Regions from separate parts of the Gossypium hirsutum genome. Here region 1 is linked to region 2. Evidence: chromatin contacts called from public Hi-C data. All regions are on one chromosome and are shown on one strand. Each heading gives the region's core, a stretch centred on a gene start, on an enhancer-like site or on the middle of the called end of the contact. The rest is flanking DNA. Distances are from core to core; before and after follow the strand shown. Region 1 overlaps LOC107887273 (2-isopropylmalate synthase 2, chloroplastic). Region 2 overlaps LOC107887276 (fanconi-associated nuclease 1 homolog).

Region 1 (4,254 bases), core at 1,137-3,636, 220 kb before region 2:
AAGCTTCTCGATCTACAGGTAACTAGAACTTTTCAAACAATAGTTACATGAATGTGGTATTGGCTGCACTTCCTAGACATTTTATGATACAAGGAGGGGGCATGTTTCATTGGCTTATTATTTTGGGTTGCAATACTGTATAAAGCATTATTGTTTGTATTGTTTTGATATATAAAGTAAATAAAATAATAAATAATTAAATGTATACAATAGACTTCTTGGCGTTCTTTCACATTAAAGGGGTGTCCCCTTTATACCTCCTCCATGCTTTGAGAGGTCATCAAGTTACCCTGAATTGAAGATATTGTGCATGGGAATGGCAACGAATAGAGCTTCCCCTCTATTTCCTGGGATTTCCATCGTTCCATCTACCTTAATGGTGCTACTACCTGTATAAAAGTTTACCTCTAAATACTAGAGAACAACATTAGATTGTACTTTACCTCTAGATACTAGAGAACAACATTAGATTGTACTTTGAAGTGGTATTGGTGTCACTGGACTTGTATAAAATTCCCTAACTAATCATGGTGCCACTGGACTTAGTGACACCAACTCAATTGGGATTTCCTTGAAAACCATCTGTTATAAGTTAATAAATATGTTTTAGGAGTATTTATGTCTTAACCACTCATTTTTATTTAAAAAAGAAGAAATCACTCTTTTAAAAAAAATCTCTTTAGAAAACTATTTTTTAAAAAATACCGTCCCTTTTAAGATTACTATTATTTAAGATTACTATTATTTAAATTATATACACTTTTACTTCTTTTAATAATCCAACCGTTGAATCTATCAATATAATGATATTTGCCATGCATGTAAATTTTGGAATCTATTTGATATTTCTATTATATCGAACTATAATGCTTTCTTTATTAATATATATTTAACTGTTGATTTTTTTACTCCAAAACAAATAGTTAGATATCTTTAATTTATTCAAAACTTGACATGCATTATCTACATGAATGGAATAAAAAGGCTTGATGAAAGTGTCTATACACATTTGTCAAAATAAAAAACCATGCTAATTTTTCTTTTGGAAGTTAATTCATGACCTCTCCCAACTTTGAAGTTTGCAAGAGTGAATATTTCTCCTTTCCCCTATTAGATACTCCCCCACTGTTTACTCTCTCAACTTTGAAGTTTGCAAGAGTGAGTTTCTGTCCATATTTATTTATTTATTACCTTTCATCTCCTTTACCTCATTAGATACTTTCTCTCTCTCCTTTTGCTATTTTTCTTCATGCTTGTCTTTTTGTTTGACACATCAATTCGGTTCATGGTTTTGACTATCCTAGTTGCCTATCAAAGAGATCCAGTACACTATGTGACCAACGTGGGTATGATCATATTTCTTAAGTTTTTCCATATTTTTGGACGAGCTTTGAAGGTTTTATTCCCATATCCATGTTCAAACATGAATGTTGGATGAGTACCTAAAGAAAACTCAAGAGTCCAGCAACATTGCGATCCAGATCTATGATGTGGATTGTAGTACTCCGGGTAGCAGCAATCCTCGTAACTGTGTTTTAAACTATGTTGTTTGTTGACCAACATAACATGCAGGTTACTTGCGGAACTCTTGGTCTTTCTACTGCAACAGTTAAACTCATCGATGCTGATGGGAGAAAGCATGTTGCCTGCTCAGTTGGAACTGGACCTGTAGATTCAGCTTATAAAGCTGTTGATCTCATTATCAAGGTTTGATGCCAGAAATAAGTACTTTTCTTTGTTTTTTATGGATGCTACCAAGAATGTCTATGAATTCCGGATTTTCTTATAATTAAGGCTACTTTTTAAATATCAATGCTTCATCAATTTCCATCAATTACAGGAATCGGTTTCACTTCTTGAGTACTCAATGAATGCCGTTACGGAAGGAATTGATGCGATAGCCACAACCCGCGTTCTAATTCGTGTAGAGAAAAGTCACTTATCTACTCATGCGTTGACTGGTGAACTCGTTCATCGAACATTTAGGTGCTGAATCTTCTTGCTTTTGTTTCCATGTCCGTTTTAAACATTTCCAGCTCGATAAATTCAGTGAATTAAAATATTTCTCCTATGGTGACAGTGGAACTGGGGCAGGAATGGATATCGTTGTTTCCAGTGTCAAAGCTTATGTCAGTGCATTAAATAAGATGTTGGGATTCAAAGAACAATATCCAGCAAAGGCTTCATCCATAGAAAGGACTCCAGCTTCTTCTTAAGCTACTTACTCGGTTTCATGTACGTGTATTGAATATGATTATGTATCCAACAAGGGTATGTTCATTTCTGTTTAGATTTTTCCACGTCTATACTCATGTCTGGATTTGCGTCGGACACACTACTTTAGAGAGAAGAAAAGACGAACAGTTGGAGCAGCAATCTCCATGCATACATACATGAGTTCAGTTTTGTAACTGCAAATTCATTTTAATCTTGCAGTAGTGATAATGATTTGAAAGGTTTTTGAATATAAGTTAGTTTGAGACTTTTTAAGTTTTAGAAAGAAAAAAACCAATACGGTTGGATTTTGTTCTTTCTTGTGAGTTCTGTAGAATGTATTAAGAAATCAATAAGATCGTTTCTTCTTCAAAATAATTTTGGTATTTATTTTGACTCAGGTGAGTGTCGAATAAAGATCAGTTTGACAGTGGGTGTTTCAATTTAATTTTTTTTTCATCTTTTTTATGCTAAAAAATGTATCAGATACACTATAGAAAGTGGTTACTTTTTTTTTCCTTTATACACAATCCATAAATTAAAAAACTATAGAAAATCTATGGCCAAATATTTCTTTCTCTTTAATTTTTTTTTAAAATTTTGGTTAAAAGGATGTTTGTAATTGCATCTTTTATCGAGTTAAATGTCAAATATACAAATGCATGATACCATTTGATAGCAACACAAAGGTTTAGATTTTTCTTTTCAATTTTATTGAGATTATCAAATCGATATGATAAACTAAAAATGGTTAGTGCATTATTTATCTTCAAAGTTGTACTTAATTTTGCTCAGCTGTCAATTTGTTTTTACGGTACTCTCATTTTGCTTCATATTTAATTAAATACCCTGGCTAGTATTTATTAAAAAAAACAATTGCACTTAATTTGTTACTTAATTTTTATTTATCAATTTGGTATTTTAATTTTTTCATTATGTATCACTTTATTCCATCTTTACCCCAACAGTAAATAGTGTTACAAAAAAAATGAGAGCGCGATCAATTACTGTGAGGGGAAAGAATTGGAAAAATTGAAAGAATAAATTTTAAAAAGGGAAAAAATAAAAAATAAAGCAAATTAAGAAATAAAAAAATCTGGAAAGTTGTATAAAATTTCCCGAATATTTACTTAGTTTTTAAAAATACATAGAATACAAAAAATAGCGAAGATGTAGAATAAAGAGAATTTCAGAAAAGATTTAGAAAAAAATATAAATATATAAAAAATTTCCATTTTTTGAAAATTCTCTTTTGGCAAAATAAATTTAAAAATAAAAAAGAATAAATTAAAAGAAATTTCAGAAAAAAAATCAAAATTTTGTTTAAAAAATTAGAAAAATACAATAATAAAAATTCTTGAAATTACAAAATGTACTTTTCTTTTTTAAAAAGATACATAAAATTTACAAAAAGAGTGAAATTTCAAAATATATATTTACTTTTCTTGAGTAGATAATATCTTCATCATGTAACATAACAATTAATTCTATTTTATTTTTTTAATTTATTTATATTTTGTATAAAGGAAATTAAGATCTACTAATCTTCAGCAGGAAAAATTTGTACCTTCATATAAAACAAATTTTTTGATGGTGAATTAACATACACCATTAACCACAAAGAAATTTAGCTATCCATAAGATTTAAAGTAGCAACAATAAAAGTATCAATCAATACCGCCATTTATGCAGGAAGGATTTGAGGGTTAAAAATGCTCAGTATGGAGTGCAAGTCAAATCTTGTTGAATCCAAACTTAGTGTCCAAGGATTCTCTTTCCACTTTCCATTTTAATATTAAATTTAAGAGAAAATACAGAAATTAAAGAAAAAATTGTTAGAGTTGTGTGACCTAAATTCTAAAAAGTTACTTGTAAGTTAAGTTAAATAAAATATATTTTCTTTCTAGAAGATTTAGTATTTATTAGTATAATATATTTAGCATTTCTTAACATAATTTATTTGACTTATGAATTTAGCCTACAAATAGGCTTTTTTACAACCTTAGAAAAAACACCCATTAAAAGATTAGAACTCATACA
Region 2 (4,081 bases), core at 107-2,606:
CTTGGACCATACTTGTACTGTTATTTATTTGTATGTGTAGTTAATGGCATCTACCTATGTCGAGTATTATGGTCTAATATGAATTTGGTATGTTTTTGCTATAATGGACTTATAATATTTCTTGAGTTGAATTTTAATGGTTGAGAAGTGATTGAGTTGTATGAACTTAATGGTTAAATCCTTTATTTAGGTTTGTATGGTTGAGGTGTATTGATTGCTAGGTTGTTAGAATGTTGATTATGTTTTGGTTATTTAAATCTGTGCAATTGATATTGGATTAATGTTTGCCTAAATTAGGTGTGAAATGATTGGTGTTTGTGCTTTACAATGCTTATTTTAGGCATTTCTATAATAATGTCTTAAAAAATTAAGAACATGTATCAAAACCTCAAGTACATAATTGATTATTTGGTGCATCTCGCAAATTTCGGTCTTGAGACTAAACAAACAAATCTCGAGATAATATGACTCAAGTCTCAAGATAAAGAGTTTTTTGTATCTCAAGACAAACACATAAAGCTAAATTAATAAAATAAAGGAGATCTGTCTCAAATCACTATTGGATTTTGATAAATAGAATTAGGATTCAAATCTTAATTCGGTACTTAATTTTGCTTAATCCCTAATTGCATTAAAAAATATCATTTGAGATTTGTTAAACATGTTTGTGTATAGTTGAATTTGTAAAAAATTTATTTTGTTTGAATGCTAATTTACTTGGTAATGAAAGTAGTTTTAATTAGAGTTGCTTCAACAATGTAATGTACCTTACGTATTCGGATCCGACACTGTTTTGAGTGCAGGGTGTAACAAATTCCATACTAACATTTGTTGAAGAAATTATAAAAACATCGGACTCCCTGGAAAGACTTCGAATTTTAACAATGCTACTTAATTACATGTATCGATTGCATATTTAGATACAAGTATATAAGAATTTGACAGTCCAAATACACGTAAAACAAAAACTTGAAATAATTGAATATACTCACATGGTATACATAACTATACAACACTTTCAAATACGTCCGAGTAATACAGGTTTTTAGTAGGGTAACTAACCTCAAGGGGATAATACTGTAGGGCTCACTTTACAAACCTCCGCATTGAATCCACAATCCATTAGAAGCAGCAGCCATGCTCTTTGTTGTTCGGAGAGTTGATCTCTAGGGCCCTTAACCTCGACGAGTTTGGCTTCACCTTTGTAGTCCCCATGGAACCGCCAGAGCAACAAATCAGGCATTCCACTCAACCAACTGCGGTAATCCTGAGCGAGATGTCTACATAGAGAGGCCAAACAAGGACCTCTGATACATGAAACAGCTGCTCGAAGGTCGGAAAGGGAGTGTTGGTCCCAATTAACTCCTCTACAAGCTGTTCCCATATGCAATTCCCATGATGTTTTGAGAATCTCTTCAGCCAAACCATCGTGGATTTTTTGTAGTTGGGGCTCGATAAGGCTCTTTCTTGCCAGATAAAAATGATCAGTATCCATATCCAATGGAGCAGTCTGCAAAAGGAAATATTTACTTATCTAAGAAACTCACAAATTTAATACATAATTCTTCCCCCCAACCCCCTTCAAACAAAAAAAAAAAAAAGTGAAGAAAATTTTCAGAGAACTTGAATTGGTTATTAAGCCAAAGCCATGTACTCTTTCAAATGTTTGTTAGTTCCCTTTAATCCCATATTGCTCCTGCTTTTATTTTATTTTTTTAAGTACCTGTTTTAAAACATTCGGATAGGGTATACGGATGACTCTCCAAAGACCTTCCAAGTACATGGAAATTACTTAAAAGAAAATTAAACATCTGTACCTAACTCTCTCATCCGAGTAATATGGCTTTTGTCTTCAAATATATATGTATTCGAAGCAATCATGTTGAAGGATATAAATGGTATACTAGTATGTTATCATTTAAAGGGTGGAGAAAGTTTCGAGTTTCAGATTCTGTCTCATCACCCTTCCGATTGTTACGATTTATAACAGCTAAATTCACTGGCAAGTCATTTAGTTGAATATCTTGTCATCTCATAATCATGTTCATAGTAATTTATATTTATACAAATTTTGATATGTTAATAAATCGTGTTATATAAAATTTTAAACATTCAAATATTCTTATCTTTATCATGTTTTAGGTGGTCATGTCGTATCATGTACTCAGAATGAACCAAGCAACACAACCAAAATTTTCAAAGTGGCATTGCAATCAAATCAATACGTAAGCATGAAGAAACACATACTTGCATGTAATGAATTACAAAGCATCACCGACTTTTAAAAGCAATTCAAAATATTGTGTTTCTTTTATGACTGACATTGAGCATTGTACCTGGAATCTGGTGCGGAAAACATTTGGTACATCTGAAAATAAAATATCCCACATGAGAAGCCCGAAGATAGTCATCCATATACCACTCTCTGTATGGACACCCTGCCATCCACCTTCTGTTGCATAATACTGTAGAGCTAACTGTTCTACTCCACATTGCTCCCCATCTTCCCCATAGAACCGGCTTTTTCTACCAGCTTCACAGTTCAATGGTCTCCCTTGAATATGAACCTGTATGTCTCAGGATGAAAACTAATATAATTAGCTAAGTACAATGTTAGTTGGACTCTGGTGAGAGTGCCAAACATGGATGTGTCCAAGATTTTCATGTATTTCGAGAGTCATTGGAGGATCATATCCCATACCCATGTTCATATATGAATCAGACACGGCACGGGTATTTCAAGGAAAATGAATCTAGGTTAGGCATACTTCGAAACTTCTTAAGTGCACAGCTCAAGGAGCAAAACCAACACAAGGAAATAGTAGTGAGTACCTCTATTATCTTCCTCTTAAGAGATTCTGAAAAACTTGGAGTTTTCCAGCGCCTAGGTGGTTTTGCCAAGCGAAGAACTCGCCTTTGTAGTGCCATTCTTGAACCGGCACGAACCCAAGGATCTAATAATCCAGCCTCAGCGACTGAAAGACTCTCATTGGGGCAGCCAATATGCTCCAAATCAACAGATAATCTTACGGTCCAATATCCCCTTCTTGCATCACAGGTGAAGCAATCAAGCAATCGCCTTAGTAAATGTATCGCATCCTTGTACCTGAGACAAGACAATTATAAAAATATTTTTAAAAAACCCAACATTTGTCTTGGATGTGGCTTTTTTCTTATGCATCAAGATCATTAACCAGGTTAATGAAAGTAGCACCATGCTCAATGAAATTTTATGGTTCACTTATGAATTCTCATAGTAGTTTATTCATTGTTGGATCATTGATGGTCGCTTTATTGTCTACCACTATCACCACCCAGCCAACGTTGCTACTTTTGCCATTTGCTACCACTACATCCAATTGCAGTTAGCAAAATGTTACTGAATTTTCATTTTTCTTAAAATACCTGGGTTGGACACTCATGTCCAACGCATATCCAGAATACAGGTATGGGGATATGACCTTTAAGGGACTCCAAATACATGAAACGGGTTGCACAAAACTGAACATATCTGTACCGAACAAAAGCTTGTATACGACACTCACACTAGAGTTTGAGTACCATAGAATACTACAATTGCTACTATTACTACTACACTCTTGCTACTGTTACTATCCAACCAGAACCATCTTATTTTGAAATAAAAAAAATCTTTTAAGTGATCATTGATGGTTGTGCGCATAAATCATTCAATCAAACAATGGCAAAGCCTAGAAAGATAAAGAGTTTAAAAGATAATTAGTTCCCCGTAATGTCATCTTAATAGACAAGAGATAAGTCAAAAAATGATAAGGGCGATTTTATTTTTACTTATACCAAAGAATCATGTTCCATACCTACGCTCACACTCAAGGAAGGAAATTCCAAGCAAGATTACTTTAGAATACACCCATGATGCTGAGAAGCATGATCGAAATATAGCCATTAAATCAGGACTTGTGGAATCAATCAATTTCTCGGGACAGCAGGATATACGGGAATCAGCTATCATGATGCATCTTAAAACCAACTCAAAGTTGTTTTCATCAAGAGACTGATCAATTACTTGAGCCACTTCAATGGCCTGCAACACATTACAATT

What was found. A called contact is a pair of places that touch in the nucleus more often than the background predicts.
Region 1: a Hi-C map of leaf shows a contact between it and region 2, with 3 times the contacts expected there. The contact joins two enhancer-like sites. A contact is called at or near these places in 7 of 34 Hi-C or Micro-C datasets (callus, leaf, petal and 1 more).

The regions. Positions count from the first base shown.
Region 1 is chrA03:51,431,308-51,435,561 of Gossypium_hirsutum_v2.1, reverse strand. It overlaps LOC107887273 (2-isopropylmalate synthase 2, chloroplastic), which reads left to right. Exons shown (of 12, transcript XM_016811463.2): 9 at 1-18; 10 at 1,573-1,707; 11 at 1,841-1,986; 12 at 2,081-2,589. The coding sequence ends at 2,216. Among protein-coding and RNA genes, the nearest start is that of LOC107887273, 16 kb to the left of the region's middle. Within about 2 kb of position 2,386, at least 1 of the 9 cell types and tissues checked has an H3K27ac peak or open chromatin away from gene starts, as enhancers often do.
Region 2 is chrA03:51,206,261-51,210,341 of Gossypium_hirsutum_v2.1, reverse strand. LOC107887276 (fanconi-associated nuclease 1 homolog) reads right to left here. Exons shown (of 15, transcript XM_016811465.2): 12 at 3,837-4,063; 13 at 2,833-3,106; 14 at 2,337-2,567; 15 at 868-1,510. The coding sequence ends at 1,064. Among protein-coding and RNA genes, the nearest start is that of LOC107887276, 8.4 kb to the right of the region's middle. Within about 2 kb of position 1,356, at least 3 of the 9 cell types and tissues checked have an H3K27ac peak or open chromatin away from gene starts, as enhancers often do.